Linked DNA regions of Mus musculus: region 1 is linked to region 2. The links are chromatin contacts, called in public Hi-C maps. All regions are on one chromosome and are shown on one strand. Each heading gives the region's core, a stretch centred on a gene start, on an enhancer-like site or on the middle of the called end of the contact. The rest is flanking DNA. Distances are from core to core; before and after follow the strand shown.

The links. Hi-C and Micro-C count contacts between places; a contact is called where the count stands out from the background.
Region 1: a contact with region 2 is called in a Hi-C map of B cells, with 56 read pairs. The contact joins the promoter of 4930523C07Rik here to the enhancer-like site in region 2. A contact is called at or near these places in 3 of 39 promoter capture datasets (the C10 cell line, pre-B cells and stem cell-derived epiblast-like cells), 1 of 15 datasets of contacts at CTCF or cohesin (large pre-B cells), 6 of 484 Hi-C or Micro-C datasets (B cells, conventional dendritic cells, germinal center B cells and 1 more), 7 of 115 datasets of contacts at active chromatin or transcription factors (CD4 single positive thymocytes, CD8 T cells, bone marrow-derived dendritic cells and 4 more) and 3 of 9 other capture datasets (adipose tissue, liver and pancreatic islet).

What each region holds. Positions count from the first base shown.
Region 1 is chr1:160,040,799-160,048,448 of GRCm38.p6, forward strand. It overlaps 4930523C07Rik (RIKEN cDNA 4930523C07 gene), which reads left to right and starts at 3,582. Exons shown (of 3, transcript NM_001162896.1): 1 at 3,582-3,955. Gm37294 (predicted gene, 37294) reads right to left here and starts at 3,519. Exons shown (of 2, transcript NR_168324.1): 1 at 3,350-3,519; 2 at 903-1,212.
Region 2 is chr1:159,952,403-159,960,130 of GRCm38.p6, forward strand. No RefSeq gene overlaps it. Among named protein-coding and RNA genes, the nearest start is that of Gm31667, 69 kb to the right of the region's middle. Within about 2 kb of position 1,324, at least 24 of the 459 cell types and tissues checked have an H3K27ac peak or open chromatin away from gene starts, as enhancers often do. A contact at or near this core is called in B cells, CD4 single positive thymocytes, germinal center B cells and 2 more, where this site is marked.

The sequences.
Region 1 (7,650 bases), core at 2,332-4,831, 91 kb after region 2:
GCCAATGTCACGATTTGGCACAGTGGCAATAAAACAAGATTTTTGCCCAGAATCCTCCATGTAGCACTGAGGACACATTGTATGTCACACCAGGAACTATTCCTGAGAAAAGTCTATCCTTAGTGTTTTTCTTCAGAGGAGCTTTCAAAATTCGAGTCATTTGTGTCCAAATTTGAAAATTTAGAAGGAAAGTCTGATAGAAGTATGATTGCCAGAAATCCATATAATGAAGAGTCTGGAGGCATATTCAAAATCTTTTCAGAAGCTGATAGGCAAAATGAAAGAACAACATGCTTTAAATGAATAAGACTTAGGTAAAAAAAAAAAAGAACAGTCTTGTTGCCTATAGGAAACAGAGGCTACAGAGACAGTAAGACGGGGTGGGAGTGTTGGGACCACCCATTGGCTTAAATCCTAGCTCTTGGGAGGCTAGGATTGCTTGGCTACAAAGACTAGAGGTCCATACTGTGGGTCCACCTTGAACTCCCAAGCACTAGGTCTACTCAGCTTTCCTCATCTCTCTTTTATAGTTCTGTCATTCACACCTCTGTCCAAAGCTTTCCGAAATCCACTTACGTTGCCAGCTTTAGCCACCTCTGGGAGATAATCCATTCCACAAATTCATTATCCACTGTGTGAAGGAGTATTCCCACCAACTTGTCCTGAACTTGCCTTTCTCAGAGGCTGCTGCATTTCAGGATCTGAAGAACAAGTCTGTGCTCATCTTAGGGTTTCGCCATTTCCCCTAACAGCCTTTGTCTGGCCAGCAGCCCTTCTGCCTTCTTCCGGTACCCCTGCTTTCGTTTCTCCCAAGCCTCTCCAACTCAGGAACTGCTCCCATATGTAGCCAAGGGTAGCTCTACATGCAGACTAGCACAAAATCATAAACTGCCTTAAAACACTGAGAGGTGTAGGTGTTTTTATTTCAGTCTCTGTGCAAATGTTGTAGACGGCATTATTGTGTCGCAGTGGTAAGTGGCTGGACATGCCCGAGCCTCGTAGAGCATTGCAGGCAAGAATGCACCTGTTTTAGGTGATAATAACGTAATATTCTCTGTTAAATATTTCCCACACTGAAAAAGCCACCCCCTTTTGTTGTTGCCGCACAACACTATTCTGATTTCTGCACTCAGGGTGTATGACCTAATGGGAAACTGTCTCCCACAGATGGCTTGCACAGATGAATCCGTCCTGGCCAACACTGCCATTGACCTGTCAGAAATAGGACAGCACAAAGAGAGAATGAGTGCAGTTAGTCTTCACCTTCAACACAGGCTAAAACGTGATGTTTAATACCCTGTCAGTTCCCACACCAGCAGAGAGGGAACCCACAGGTTTTGTCCTTAACACTCTTAATATGGAACCAGAGCTCTTCAGGTGCTAAAGCCAGTGAGGGGTGGTCACCCACAAAAAGGTTTTAAATTTTCAGTCCTGGTTCACAAATCTGCTATTTGGGGGCTTTCTGTTTCTTAATTAGATGTGTCAACGCTCCATTTCACTCCACTTAGAGTCCACTCACCTCTTGACTACCTTCAAAGATCCTTACCTCAAACAAGAAAGCTTTTAAAGACTGCACCAGCACCGTGGTTGCCTGGGGCCATTCATGAGTTCATATAAGTTGAGACTTCACCGCCAAAGGGGAGACACAGTAGGTGGGTGCTCTAACTTGTTTTCTCATAAGGGATGCGTCATTCACCCCAAAGGAAAACCTGCTGGCCAGATGCTCACTCATTACGTTAAAACATCAATAGACCCTGTAGCCTTGGCAACTCAATAACAGCCTACCAAGCATCTTGTCATCTAGTAAGTCCCTGATTTGACTGCCACAACGTCGCTGCTACTTGATAGGTTCTAGACTTTTTCTGGATCTGTCTTCCTGTGGACTAAGACAACATTGGGATGCCGCCCTACAGATAAGCATCTGGTTTTTGAAGTGCTGAGCTCATGGTGACTGCCTTAGGTTCTTCATTTCTCTGTGTTGTTGTTGTTTCTGGAAAGCATTGTGACCATCAGCCTAGCCTGTCCATAAAGTTGTTCAGGAAAGTATTTTCCACTGTCTTCCCCCCTGCTCAGCAGGTGTTAACCCAGAAGTTGTCCATAGAAGCCACTCTCTCTCCTGATGATGATATGGTGATGAGGGATAGGCTGGACTAGATAGAACTACTCAGACTCAGATCTCAACTCCACTATACATTAGCAATGACCTTGCAGAAGAAAGTTACTCCCCATCCTCAGGGGAAGGGGGCAAATTACATCTCACACAGGTCCGGTGTAGGTCCTGGGGGAGACTCGGTCTCCAATCACCGCACCGGGTTTGCACTTAAGGTTTCCTGTCATTCCCCAAGCCTGTCTTCCTCCAGCTCCCTGGTCCATTAGACCCTAGACCCCTGCTTCAGATTTGACACACAATGGAAGCCTTCCATCCACCACTAAATTGTTGGTGGAATCCATCTATAGCTGTCTCTTGCTAAAACTGTCTTCTTTCAGAGCCTGATCGTCCCCCTGCCCTACCCACTTAACCGTACTACTCCCACCCCCAACCCCACCCCCACAACAGATCACTTGGACCACTCTTCTTATTATCATTCAAATCTAGATCTATGTAGGGCATAGTGAAACACGTCCTTAAACCCAGCAAATTTCTGTGAGGCCAACCTGTTTCTACATTGTGAGTTCCAGGCCTGCCGGGGCTATATAGTGAGACTCGGTTTCAAAGGAACAACAACAGATCTAGATCGAGTTCTCTCTGTGGGATTTCTGGGGGAAAACCTCTACTTAATCTGCCTTTGGAAGAAGACTACAGGACCAACTATCCTTGGCATTTCTGGATGAATGCTGGGTTTTCTCTTTGGCCTTTCAACCCAGAGCCAGCTGGCTTCTCTTGAGTAAACCGGAACTCTCTTGTTTCCCGGTTGTGACAGTTAGCTTCACCAATCATTTTAATTCAGGCACCCAAAGGCCGAAGGACCCTATGGCTCAGGCCCAGCCACTGGAAAGCAAGCACCAGCTGCGCACCCTCCTGACACCTACAATCCAATGAGTAGAACCTCCGGTCTTTATCATGGCAAGATCTCTCAAGGTCATTCCGGGGAAGCCCCTAGATACTCCACAGCCGCTTCTGCCTATCACACCTTCCCAACTTCCCTGCAGAAGCCTTGGAGGCACTGAGCAAGCTCTCTACCACCCCACCTTTACATTTGGGGGCGGAGTTAGACAAACAAGAGATCTGAATATAAGCTCACAAGGAGTAAATAAAATGAAAAGGGAGAACTTTTGAAGTTAGTTGTCCCTGCCTCCTGCGCTCCTAACATCTCCAGGTAACTCCCATGGAGCGCACACACAAAGATACCTTGTCACGAGGCACCGGGGATTGCTCTCCCTTTAGACACCCCAGCCCTTTTCCTGGAAGGTGACTTTATTCCACAGCACGGGGCTGTTATTTTTTCCTTAGGCCAGGGTTGGGAGTTTACACCCCACGTCTCTGGGAACACTGGCGCGTCTGTGAGCAAAGTTGGCTCTGGCGTCCTGAAGGAGGCGTGCTCGGGGCGGAGGGGCAAAAGAACGTCACAGTGGGGCGGAGTGGGGACACTGGCCGGGAGACCCGGAGGAAGGACACCCGCGCTGCGTGTGCTGTGGCGTGTGCCTCCTAGTTTAAGGTAGGAGTTGGGCTGAGGAGAGACAGAGCCAGCCAGTCAGATTCAGGAAGTTGCGTTCCTGACCTCAGTAGCAGAGCTGGGTGCGGTGAAACCTCAGCCAGGGACGCAGGGGGCGCTTTCCTCCACATCACACTGGTGGCACCCACTGACCGGCAGCGCCGCCTCTCTCCCGGGACCTGGCAGTGGGAGGGAGAGGCAGGAGCAGGGACCCAGACCTCACCCTTGTGCCCAAGTCACTTCAGAGCACCGGAACAGAGCCAGCGGTCCCGCCGGCGGGAAGCCTTCCAACGGACCCAAAGGTGAGTTTCAAAACTTTCTGTATCGCTTTGTGCTGTTGTTTTCAAAATAAGTTTGGGAGCTGCCCCGCTGTGGAAGGGGACTTTCCCATAGAAGAGTGAATCCGCCCCTGAGAGAAGTGAGATAAAGGGGTTATTTCTAAGAAGCCGTTTGCACAGTTGCTTTCATTCTTTCCTCCTAGAGGTCTCTCACCTTCTCTCTGCTCCTGGCCTGACACATGGGCTCCTCTGGAGTTTGGGGTGGAGTTCTCAGCTCCAGTTGACACCAGCTGCAGGTAGGAGCCATTTGAAAAGGACCAGATGGACATTGTCTAAACGGGCAAAGTCAGTATTTGAGATGCTCCTAAAATCATACCCTCTGGGATTTAAAAACAAAACAAAACCAAACAAACAAACAAACTCATTCTAAAAGAAACTATAATTTCAATGGGGCTAAAAGACTTACCAGACTGAAAATGTGGCCTGGAGCCAAGGGGTGGAGTGAGATCTGTATGCCATTCTGAGTCTCTAGAGAGTTTGTGTGACACATTTTTTTTCCTGAACTTTCCCAACTCTCTAAATGGTCCTTGATCTTCTTCCCACCCAGAAAGGTGGATTGGAAAACACAGCAGGTCCTGTTTTGAAGGGCTATGTAGGAATGATTTGTGTAACAGTAGTTAAGTAAATGATAGCCGGATAGCTGTTGTTTTCAACACCAGTCCTGCCTATCTGAAAGGGAACCCAAAGCAAAGACTAGTGCTTGCCCTAATGAACACCAGCCAGCCAGCCATGAGAATCCGCAGGCCTGCTCTGCCCAGTCTGCTCAATGAGGAAGGCTAGGAATGCAGCACCCAAGCCACTCCAAGCTCCTGCCTGCCAAAGCCTTTATGCTACATCCACCATTGGAAAGAGAGAGAGAACCTGGAGCTAATTTTAGGGAATCTTCATTCTGAAGTATTGTTGGGGACCAAGAACAAGTCTTAAATGGACACGGGTGCATCTTGTTCTTAACCCTTTTACAAAGTTTATCAACGCCACCTAAAGAGCCCTGCAACTGAAAGGTACTGCTGCGTTAAACGCAGCTGTGTCTGGTTTGTTTGTGTTTTGTAATTTTTTTTAATTAAATTTTCACATTCTATAGTTATGGGTAGGATAGTTTTGCAAGGGTCTCTCCTAGCTTTGAGCTAAAATTCAGATCTATCAACCACTTAGTCTGATATGTCTTCCCTTGGCCTGGTACCTCCCTTCTTCTGAAATTCTGCCTCCCCTTCTATACCCATGACACCGTTCTAGGAAAGAGGCCCATTACAAAACAACATTTCGGGCACTGTCAACATTTTGCCTACAGAATCAAAAGAGGTGAAAGCCACAGGATCAAACCCAAGAAGATAATAAACAGTCAGCAGGCTTCTGCACCAGTTTTAACGTGGAAGGGGCACACTCATTAGCTAAGCATCACTGTACCTACTGTGTGTTGGGCAATGTGCCAGGGCTATGGAATCTAAGGCGATGATGTAGTTTGTACTTTCAAAGAGCCACCAGACTGGCAAATAGACACTAGGAAACAAACCACAGTTCAGAGCAATGTACATTATATAATAGTAAAAAGTGAAACCATACAAAGGATGGAGCAATGGTCGTCTGGGAAGACAGCACTTCAGAAGTGGTGCACAATCAAGATCTTGAATATGACTAGCATTTCCCAGGGAAGAGGTACTGTGGGCAAAGAAAAGGCTTTCCCGAAGTCAACACAGGAGCAGCATGGAATGGGGATTTGTCCTCTCCTGCCAAGAGCGGAATGTCTTTCAAGGCATACTAAGCCATTATTAGGTAGTGGAATGGTCCTCTCAGATTTGTGTTTGGAGAAAGAATTACTGGCCAGATGAGGGAAGAAGAGAAGTAGGGGAGCTACATGGGGACATGGACACTGAGGGATGTGGGCTAGGGAGATAGCTTAGGCTTTCCTGGGATACCCGGTAAAGGAATTCCTAAGACTGTGACTTAATCCTGGATTAATGGAGCACAAGCATGACTTATCTGTTTAACTAGGTGAGTGAATCTCTAGGAATCACCTCCTCACTTAAAAAGGAGGATGAGGAATGTTTAGTTCAGTTGTAAGGTCTGCTAACACCTCTCCAGAATGTTAGTTACCAGACCTGTGTGAGGAACTTGTCTTCATTGGAATGAAGAGAACGGCCTGCTGAGGCTGCTTGCAAAACCTGGCAGAGTCACTTTCAGATCTGGATGCCAGCCCCAGGTCCAGAGCTTATGTACTTGGCATAGGGGCAACAACAACACAGGAAACAAAAATCAACTAGACATGTGTGTGTGCTCGGTACCTGACTTGATCACTTATCAACTGCCCTTGAACAAATCTTTGACTCACTCAGCTTCGCTTCCTTCATATTTAAAACGGATAATTATTACACACCAGGGTGGTGGTTAGAATCAGAATCCAATTGAAAAAGTAAGTAAATTTAATGTGCTACATAAAATTTAAGGCTTTATAAAATGTGAGGGTTTATTATTATTACCTCTTGAAGCTACCTAAACCACATGGTGTGTGTGCTCAGGACATAACAGCATCATGAGTAGACGGTGCTTTTTTAATAAACTATTTTAAGGCAGTAATGACAAAAGTCTCTTTGTCTTATCAGTGCTATGTGTAGTCTAGCCTCACCTCATCTGTCTTCTTTCCTACTGCTCAGCTTAAAGGGCTAGAGCCTAAAGAAGCAATGTGGTGGTATTATGTGTGCATGCAGGTTGATCACTACACAAGAACTTCTGAGGCTCGTGGGGCTAAAAGTAGCCAGAATCCTTCTGATAGGCCACTGACGTACCAGACTTGCAGCTGAGTCAAGGCACGGGTGACTATTCTCATCTTCACTGAGGCGGTATCAGTTTAATAGGTGGTAGTTCTAAATCTGGACACCAGTTACTGCTAGGGTATAGTCGCGGTGTTTCTCTCATCCTGACCAGTGAGGCTTGTATCCTGAAGAGATTCAAGTGTGTCTCATATTCCAACTCAGTGGAGTTTGAATATTGTGTGAAGAGGGTCTGCTGATGAAGAGGAAGTGACAGAGTCAGAGATTTCAAATGGAAAAAGAAAAAAAAAAAAAAACCTCTAGAGATGAACCAACCCTGCCCTTTCACTTCGAAGATGAGCAAACTGGTGTTTAGGGAGGGGAAGTAAGTGCCACAGCTATACAGCTGGTCAGTGGAGGGACCAGAACTCAGGCACCTCTTGAATACTCAGTACCATCTGAGGTCAATGTCACCTGGACTTCTGATTACAAGGACAAGCGCGGCACTCAAAAATTACATGATCACAGTTCAAGGGTGAATCTTCTTGGGGTGGCTTCTGGGACAACCACCAGATCGTGAAGAGATTCAGCTGGACCTTCTCTTTTATGACAATATCCAAACTATCCCCCTCTCCTCTGCTTCTACAACCTCAATCTTTTAACTTCCTTGGGAGTTCCCAAATTCTGCTTGTGCAGGGAGACTACATACTGGTCGTGTCTCACTCAAGTAACTAAAGCCCCTCAAGGGTTTGCTCAAATAATCATGAAAACTGGTCTCAGAGATTAGTATGTGTTCAGAGACCAGCAAGAAACTTTCCTTCCTCATCAGACAACCAACATATAATTCGGTTGTTTGATGGGAAAGGTTTCAGGTGAATACCCACCGTAGCACACAACACTGGTCATGGTTACAAT
Region 2 (7,728 bases), core at 74-2,573:
CAAACTATGGTGTTTTAGATTGGGTATTTGGCAGACACTTCTTCAAAAAAAACGAACCAACTGAGCCTGTCACTTCAAGGAGAATAATCAACAGTATTTGATTTTTTTTTCACCAGTGATCCAATCTGAGCTCCCCGAGAAAATTAGAATGTTGAAAATCGTATATCTGCCACAGTAGGCTTGACAGCTCCCTAATACTTAAGAACTTGTCTGATGAGATCACTGTGATGTTGAGAATGTGCCTTCCTGATATTGTATAATAAAATATGTCAAATTTGGAAGATCTGGGTAACTCATTAAGGCATTTCTACTGGGCTCCTTGTCGCTTTCTTGTTGACGGGAGTTATTTTTGGACATCTGCACAGGAAGCGCTTGTCAGTCGTGTGCATTGCAGAGATCTCGTTGTGGCTTGGGTTTGCCTTTCTTCCTTTATGGTGTCTTTAATAAAAATTATTTTCTGGTTCCAGGGTACTCACACAGTAATTGTTTGATGGTCTGTTTTAAACCTGAAACGTGAATCTATTCTCCTACTTTCAACAGATTTGTGACTTTGCTGTCACATTTTGGGTTTTTTATCTACCTGGGTGGTTTTATGTGTGTGGTTTTTTTGTTTTGTTTTGTTTTGTTTTGTTTTGTTTTGTTTTGAGAATACTTACATGATGTCTCCTCTATTGGCCTGATTTAACCATACAATTCTATTTACTACAACACAGTATAAGAAGCCCAACTTTATTCTGACTCTGCTTTTTTCCCCCTCACTTCTTTTCATATTCACAGGATATTATCTCGTTATGATTTATTTGAAAATCTACCACAATAGTTCTTCAACGTCACCTTTCTCATATTGCCTTTCTGCCAACCTTGTCCTCAGTACCACACCATTGGTACTATTGTGGTTTTAAGATAATCTGTGATACCTACATGACAAGACTTTTTTTTTTTTCGTCATATAAGTGTGACTGCTCATGACTGTACATATCCAAATTAATTATCTAATCTATGAAATATCTGTAATATTGAATCTGTATATCAACTCAGAGTCAGAAGCCTCCTCACTATGTTGAGTGCTCCAGTCACTGAGAATCCCTCAGCTTGCCTGACTTCTCTAATGTCTCCCAGTGAAGGGTTGTAGTTTTTCCTCTAAGAGATTTTACCCATCTTTTATTAGATTAACTGCTGGGTACTTTTTGGGGGTGAGATTTGATTTTACACTACTTACAAGCTAAGAAGTTGTGCTATTTCTGCTCTATGATGCTGGCAGGAGACAGGAAGCTCCTGCAGAGATGAAAGTGCTATTACCCATGCAGAGCAAGCAGCCTGCATTTTGGCTTTCCTCAACCCAAGTCTGCCTGGTGGATGATACATACACGGAGTGGCTAGACTTTACAGTCAAGGAACAACAGCCTTGGGAAATCCCCTGATCTACTATTGCAAGTAATAAACACACTTGAAGCTTTTTCCAGAGGAAGGGGCCTCATCCAAGGGTTCATGGCAAAAAGGCAACCCTAAGGTCTGGTCCATGTGAAGACTTCTCAAGGTACTGAATTCTTGATACATCCACTGAATGGCAGACTCAGTATGTCCCACAGCCTTGTAAATTACTCCCTTTTACAAAGTGTTTCATAACATTGTAAATTATTAAAGCAGTACTTCACATAATCTTGTGTGTAAATTTTTTATTTTCTAACTGTTGCTGACATACAGAAATATAATAGAACTTTTTATATGAGGTCTCTAGCAATGTTACTAAATTTATTAATTCTGATAATTTATGCTGAGAGTCTACAAAACTCTCTACAGTATTTATATTTTTGAATAATGCAATGTTAGGGGTTTGGTTCTATCTGAGCTACATATATTTTTGGGGTGTATTTCATTGGCTGGACTCTTTAGGCTTTAGAATAAGGTTGGGAAAAGTGCTAAGAGCCACCATTCTTATCTTTTCTAGATTATTTCCTTTTCCATTAATTTTTGGGTCAGCATATGCAAAAATGGGTTTGATTGTGTCATGTCAATGTATATATATCATTATTCTCTATATCCACTGCCCTTTCTATGGTATCTTCCTATCTTAGTGTCTATTTAAAAGAGAATGTTTTTGAAGTTTAACCATTATGAGTAATATTTTCTCTACCCCCTTCCTTGTTGAAGATTCTCCTCATTTTATTTTTAACAAATTCCTTTTTACTAACAGTTTGCTGAAAGTTTACAGTAAATGATGACAATTTTTGCTCCCATTGAGGCTACTATATAATTTCCCTCCATACATCTAGTAATGTAGTATAATATAAAAACACAATACATTTTCTACATTAAAACATTGTACTCTTGAGATAAAATCATCAAGCTGTGCTGGTGCCTTCATACTGCTGTGTTTGATTAACTTTTTAATTATGTAAAAAGTTTAGTAACACAATTCTCACACATTTTGGGTTGCAATATTTTTATTATAATGTCTTTATTATAATAATGTTTTCTAAATTCTATAAGGACCTGTATTTCTCAGGAGCACTTTCTGATTCTAACTAGATGCTAACTCTTTTGGTTATCACTTTTACTATTGATTTCTAGCTTATTTGAATAGTACTCAGAAGGGTCACACTATAGTTTTCAACTTCTAAGATTTTGTTAATCAGCCATGGTGGCACATGCCTTTAATCCCAGAACTCTGGAGGGGGAGGCCTGTGGATCTCTGTGAGTCAAAGCCAGCCTGGTCTACACAGTGAGACCCTATGTCAAAAGATAAACAAATAAGAGTGTCCTCTAAGATTTCACTAAGACTTGCTTTATGTCTCATAACATAACCACTGTTGGTAAATATCCCTTATACTTTTAAATATTGCATGCACTATGCTGGTCAAGACGATATATATCAATGAAGTCAAAAGTTTCCACCATGTTGTTCAATACCCTATATTCCAGTGCTTATATTATCAGCTTGTTATGGGGAGGGTTATTAAATGACAAACCGTGATTTATGGTTGTATCTATTTCCACTTGAAGTTTCATTTTCTTGACTATTTAGAAGTCCTGTTATTAAGGTATGCATACTTTTAAACTCTCTCTCTCTCTCTCTCTCTCTCTCTCTCTCTCTCTCTCTCTCTCTCGTGAACCCCTTTATCTCCAGTCAGGATTTTAGCTTTTCTAATCTTAAAATAGCTGTACCCATTTCCTTTTGGTTAGGTTTCACCTATATGTCATTTTTCTTTTTTTTTTTAATTTTATCCTTGCAATGCTATCATATTTTAGATGTTTCTTTATAGCCAAAATATATTTAGAGTTTGTACTTTATCCAGATTACTATCTTTTTATATTATCTGTAACATTTACAACATTTATTTCTTTTGGAAACTCTATTAAGAGACTTTATTGTAAAAGTTTCAGGTTTAGAGAAAAGTTGCAAATACAGTAGAGCCCCCACTGCCTCACAGCAATTTCCCTTATTATTAACATCTTACATGAATTTACTGTGTTTATTGTAATTATTGAAGCAATGTAGATGCATTCTTGCTATTTGTTAACATATTTTCTTAGTTTTCACCTAATCTCCCTTTTCTACATAAAGATACTAACTTGGATATAATGCTACATTTAAGAACAATGTTTACCTCTTTCAACAACAACAAAATTCTGTGTTAGTGCATGTTCAGGCGCAAGTTCCTCTCTGTCTGTCTGTCTGTCTGTCTGTCTGTCTGTCTGTCTCTCTCTCTCTCTCTCTCTCTCTCAGTGTGTGTGTGTGTGTGTGTAGGCTAGAGGATAACCATGTGTTCCTTAGAAACCAAGTCACCTTGCTTTTTTGAGGCATGGTCTCTCACTCCCCTGCAACCCTCAAAGTAGACTAGGCTGTCTGGCCAGGAAGCTCCAGGGATCTGCTCTCCCTTTCTTCTCTACACTGGGACCACATCTAGTTTATCCTGGCTTTTAACATGTGTCCAGGGAATTGAACTCAGGTCTCTGTGCTTGAAAGCAGTGTTTTAACCACGGAGCCACCTCTCCTTCTAAGTCATAATGTTTTTTCTGGTTCCTATTGGCTACGGTAATTTCTTAGTTTTCTTTGTTTTTGATTGCCTTTACAATTTTAAAGATGAAGAATCGTGTATTCTTGCAGCTTTATCTCACAGTCAGGATCTACCTGCTGCTTTTCTCATGATTAGAATTGGAGCACTTGTTTTGGGAACAAAACCACAGAAGCGAAATGTTATTTTCATTCATTGATGTTGACCTTACTTGGATGGCTGAAATGCTCTGACAGGTTCTCCCACTATTCTTTCTTTCCCTACATCCATACCACATTCTTTGAAAGGAAGCCACTGTGCGCAGACCACATTTAGGCAATAAAGATTATAGCTCACCTCCCTGGAGGAAAAATACCATATAAATTATTTGAACTGTTTCTGGATGAGAAAATTGTCTTTATCTCTCATCTATTTATTCATTCAATAATTTATTTATATGTTTACAGGCTTGTGGGCATTTATTTTGTACTTTGGGTTATAAACCAATATTAATCTTAACTTTCTTACTCAAATTACATTGTCTTTGGGTGTTGGGAGTTCTTGCTGATCTCTACACCAGTTTGGTCTGCCTACATGGCTGGGGAGTTTTTATTTATATGTGTTTGCTGTGTGAACACTTGACATCTGTTTGGTACATTCTGAACATTGCCATGAGAGATGCCCCATACTCATATATTTCCTACCCCAGTCCCAGAGTCAGCCATTTGTCCGAATGGTTTGATAGCTACTCTAGGATAGTGGTATTACAAGCAAAGATCTGTTCATCATTTCTGGGATGACACTTATTTTAGGTACTTTCAGCTAACAAAAAAAAAAATATTTGGATAGTAATTCACAAGCAATTGCTTTTTAAAAGTTTTAAAGTCTTTAATTATGTGTAAATCTCTGTGTGTGTGTGTGTGTGTGTGTGTGTGTGTGTGTGTGTGTGTGCGTGCATGTGTGTGTGTGTGTGTGTGTGTGTGTACATGTGGGTGTGTGTATGGACACATGTACATGAGCGCCCACAGAGGTCAGAGGCATTGGATCCCCAGGGGCTGGGGTTGTAGACATTTGTGAACCACTTAAGCACCAAACACACTGGTGCCCAGAACTAAACTGACATCTTGTAGAAGAGCACTACATGATCTTGGGCAGTGATCCATCTTTCCAGCTCTAATATATAATCATTTTTTATTTAGTTGCAGCCATAAGCTTCTAACTCCACTGAATCATCTCAGCCTCCTCTCTTTTCTTAAGTGTAAGAATTGAAAAACCTATCTCTACCCTCTACCACACATTCACTCACTCTCTTCTAGGATATGTGCACAGTGTAGTTACTCTATACCTGCATGGACTCATTTTCAGCTACAATGTATTGCCTGCATCTTTTCTTCCACACCCATGTTGTGGTGACTCCCCACTATACAATTATTTTTGTTGCTACTTCATAACTGTAATTTTACTACTATTATGAATTATACTATAAATGTCTGTGTTTTCCAATGGTCTTAGGCAACCATTGTAAAAGGTTGTTTGACAACCCCCACACTTCAGTGAAGCTTCTTAGAATCCATTTGAGGGCTCAGAACATCACTCAGTAAAGTACATGCCCCATATGCAGAAAGCACTTGGTTCAATTCCCAATCCCAACAAAAGCTAACAGATGGATACATATAGAGCAATGATGTCTTCTTAACATGACACAGCCAGTGCACTTGTGAATCCACTAGATTAAAGACTGGAGCCCATCAACATTTCATTATGGATGGAAGAGGGACCCATAAGACTCCACTGTCCTTGAGAACTATAGGCAGCTAATGGTTGTTAGAGGAAGAAATTTCACTTAATTCTGTGGCTTAGCATCTGAGAAGTTTCTCTAGCTCCAGAAAATAATCCACCCATAATCAGGCTAGGAACTCTCTAATTAAATTCAGTGGAGTGCACACACACACACACACACACACACACACACACACACACACACACACAGAGAGAGAGAGAGAGAGAGAGAGAGAGAGAGAGAGAGAGAGGGAGGGAGGGAGGGAGAGAGAGAGGGAGAGAGAGAATACATAAAAATAGGGGAGCACTTGGTGTGATAAAGGGTTCTAGAGGAAAAGGAAAAAGCAGAGTGGATTGAAAATTAATAAAATTCATTTTATAAATGTCTGAAATGGTCAAACCATTAAAAACCCCTAGCACCAGACAAATTAGGTAGCGGTGGCAGACCCCTGTAGTCTCACATTTGGAGAATAAGAAATTTTTTTTTTTTTTTTTTTTTTGCCGATGTTAGTTGGAAGCTATTTTTTTTTCCATTTTTTATTAGGTATTTAGCTCATTTACATTTCCAATGCTATACCAAAAGTCCCCCATAACCCCCCCTCCCCTACCCACCCACTCCCCCTTTTTGGCCCTGGCGTTCCCCTGTACTGGGGCATATAAAGTTTGCAAGTCCAATGGGCCTCTATTTGCAGTGATGGCCAACTAGGCCATCTTTTGATACATATGCAGCTAGAGACAAGAGCTCCGGGGTACTGCTTAGTTCATATTGTTGTTCCACCTATAGGGTTGCAGTTCCCTTTAGTTCCTTGGGTGCTTTCTCTAGTTCCTCCATTGGGGGCCCTGTGGTCCATTAGCTGACTGTGAGCATCCACTTCTGTGTTTGCTAGTCCCTGGCATAGTCTCACAAGAGACAGCTATATCTGGGTCCTTTCAGCAAAATCTTGCTAGTGTATACAATGGTGTCAGCGTTTGGAAGCTGATCATGGGATGGATCTCTGGATATGGCAATCACTAGATGGTCCATCCTTTTGTCACACTTCCAGATTTTGTCTCTGTAACTCCTTCCATGGGTGTTTTGTTTCCTATTCTAAGAAGGGGCAAAGTGTCCACACTTTGGTCTTCGTTCTCTTGAGTTTAATGTTTTTAGCAAATTATATCTTATATCTTGGGTATCCTAAGTTTCTGGGCTAATATCCACTTATCAGTGAGTACATATTGTGAGAGTTCCTTTGTGATTGGGTTACCTCACTCAGGATGATGCCCTCCAGGTCCATCCATTTGGCTAGGAATTTCATAAATTCATTCTTTTTAATAGCTGAGTAGTACTCCATTGTGTAAATGTACCACATTTCTGTATCCATTCCTCTGTTGAGGGGCATCTGGGTTCTTTCCAGCTTCTGGCTATTATAAATAAGGCTGCTATGAACATAGTGGAGCATGTGTCCTTCTTATCGGTTGGGGCATCTTCTGGATATATGCCCAGAAGAGGTATTGCTGGATCTTCCGGTAGTACTATGTCCAATTTTCTGAGGAACTGCCAGACTGATTTCCAGAGTGGTTGTACAAGCTTGCAATCCCACCAACAATGGAGGAGTGTTCCCCTTTCTCCACATCCTCGCCAGCATCTGCTGTCACCTGAATTTTTCATCTTGGCCATTCTGACTGGTGTGAGGTGGAATCTCAGGGTTGTTTTGATTTGCATTTCCCTGATGATTAAAGATGTTGAACATTTTTTCAGGTGCTTCTCTGCCGTTTGGTATTCCTCGGGTGAGAAATCTTTGTTCAGTTCTGAGCCCCATTTTTTAATGGGGTTATTTGATTTTATGGAGTCTACCTTCTTGAGTTCTTTATATATATTGGATATTAGTCCCCTGTCCGATTTGGGATAGGTAAAGATCCTTTCCCAATCTGTTGGTGGTCTTTTTGTCTTATTGACGGTGTCTTTTGCCTTGCA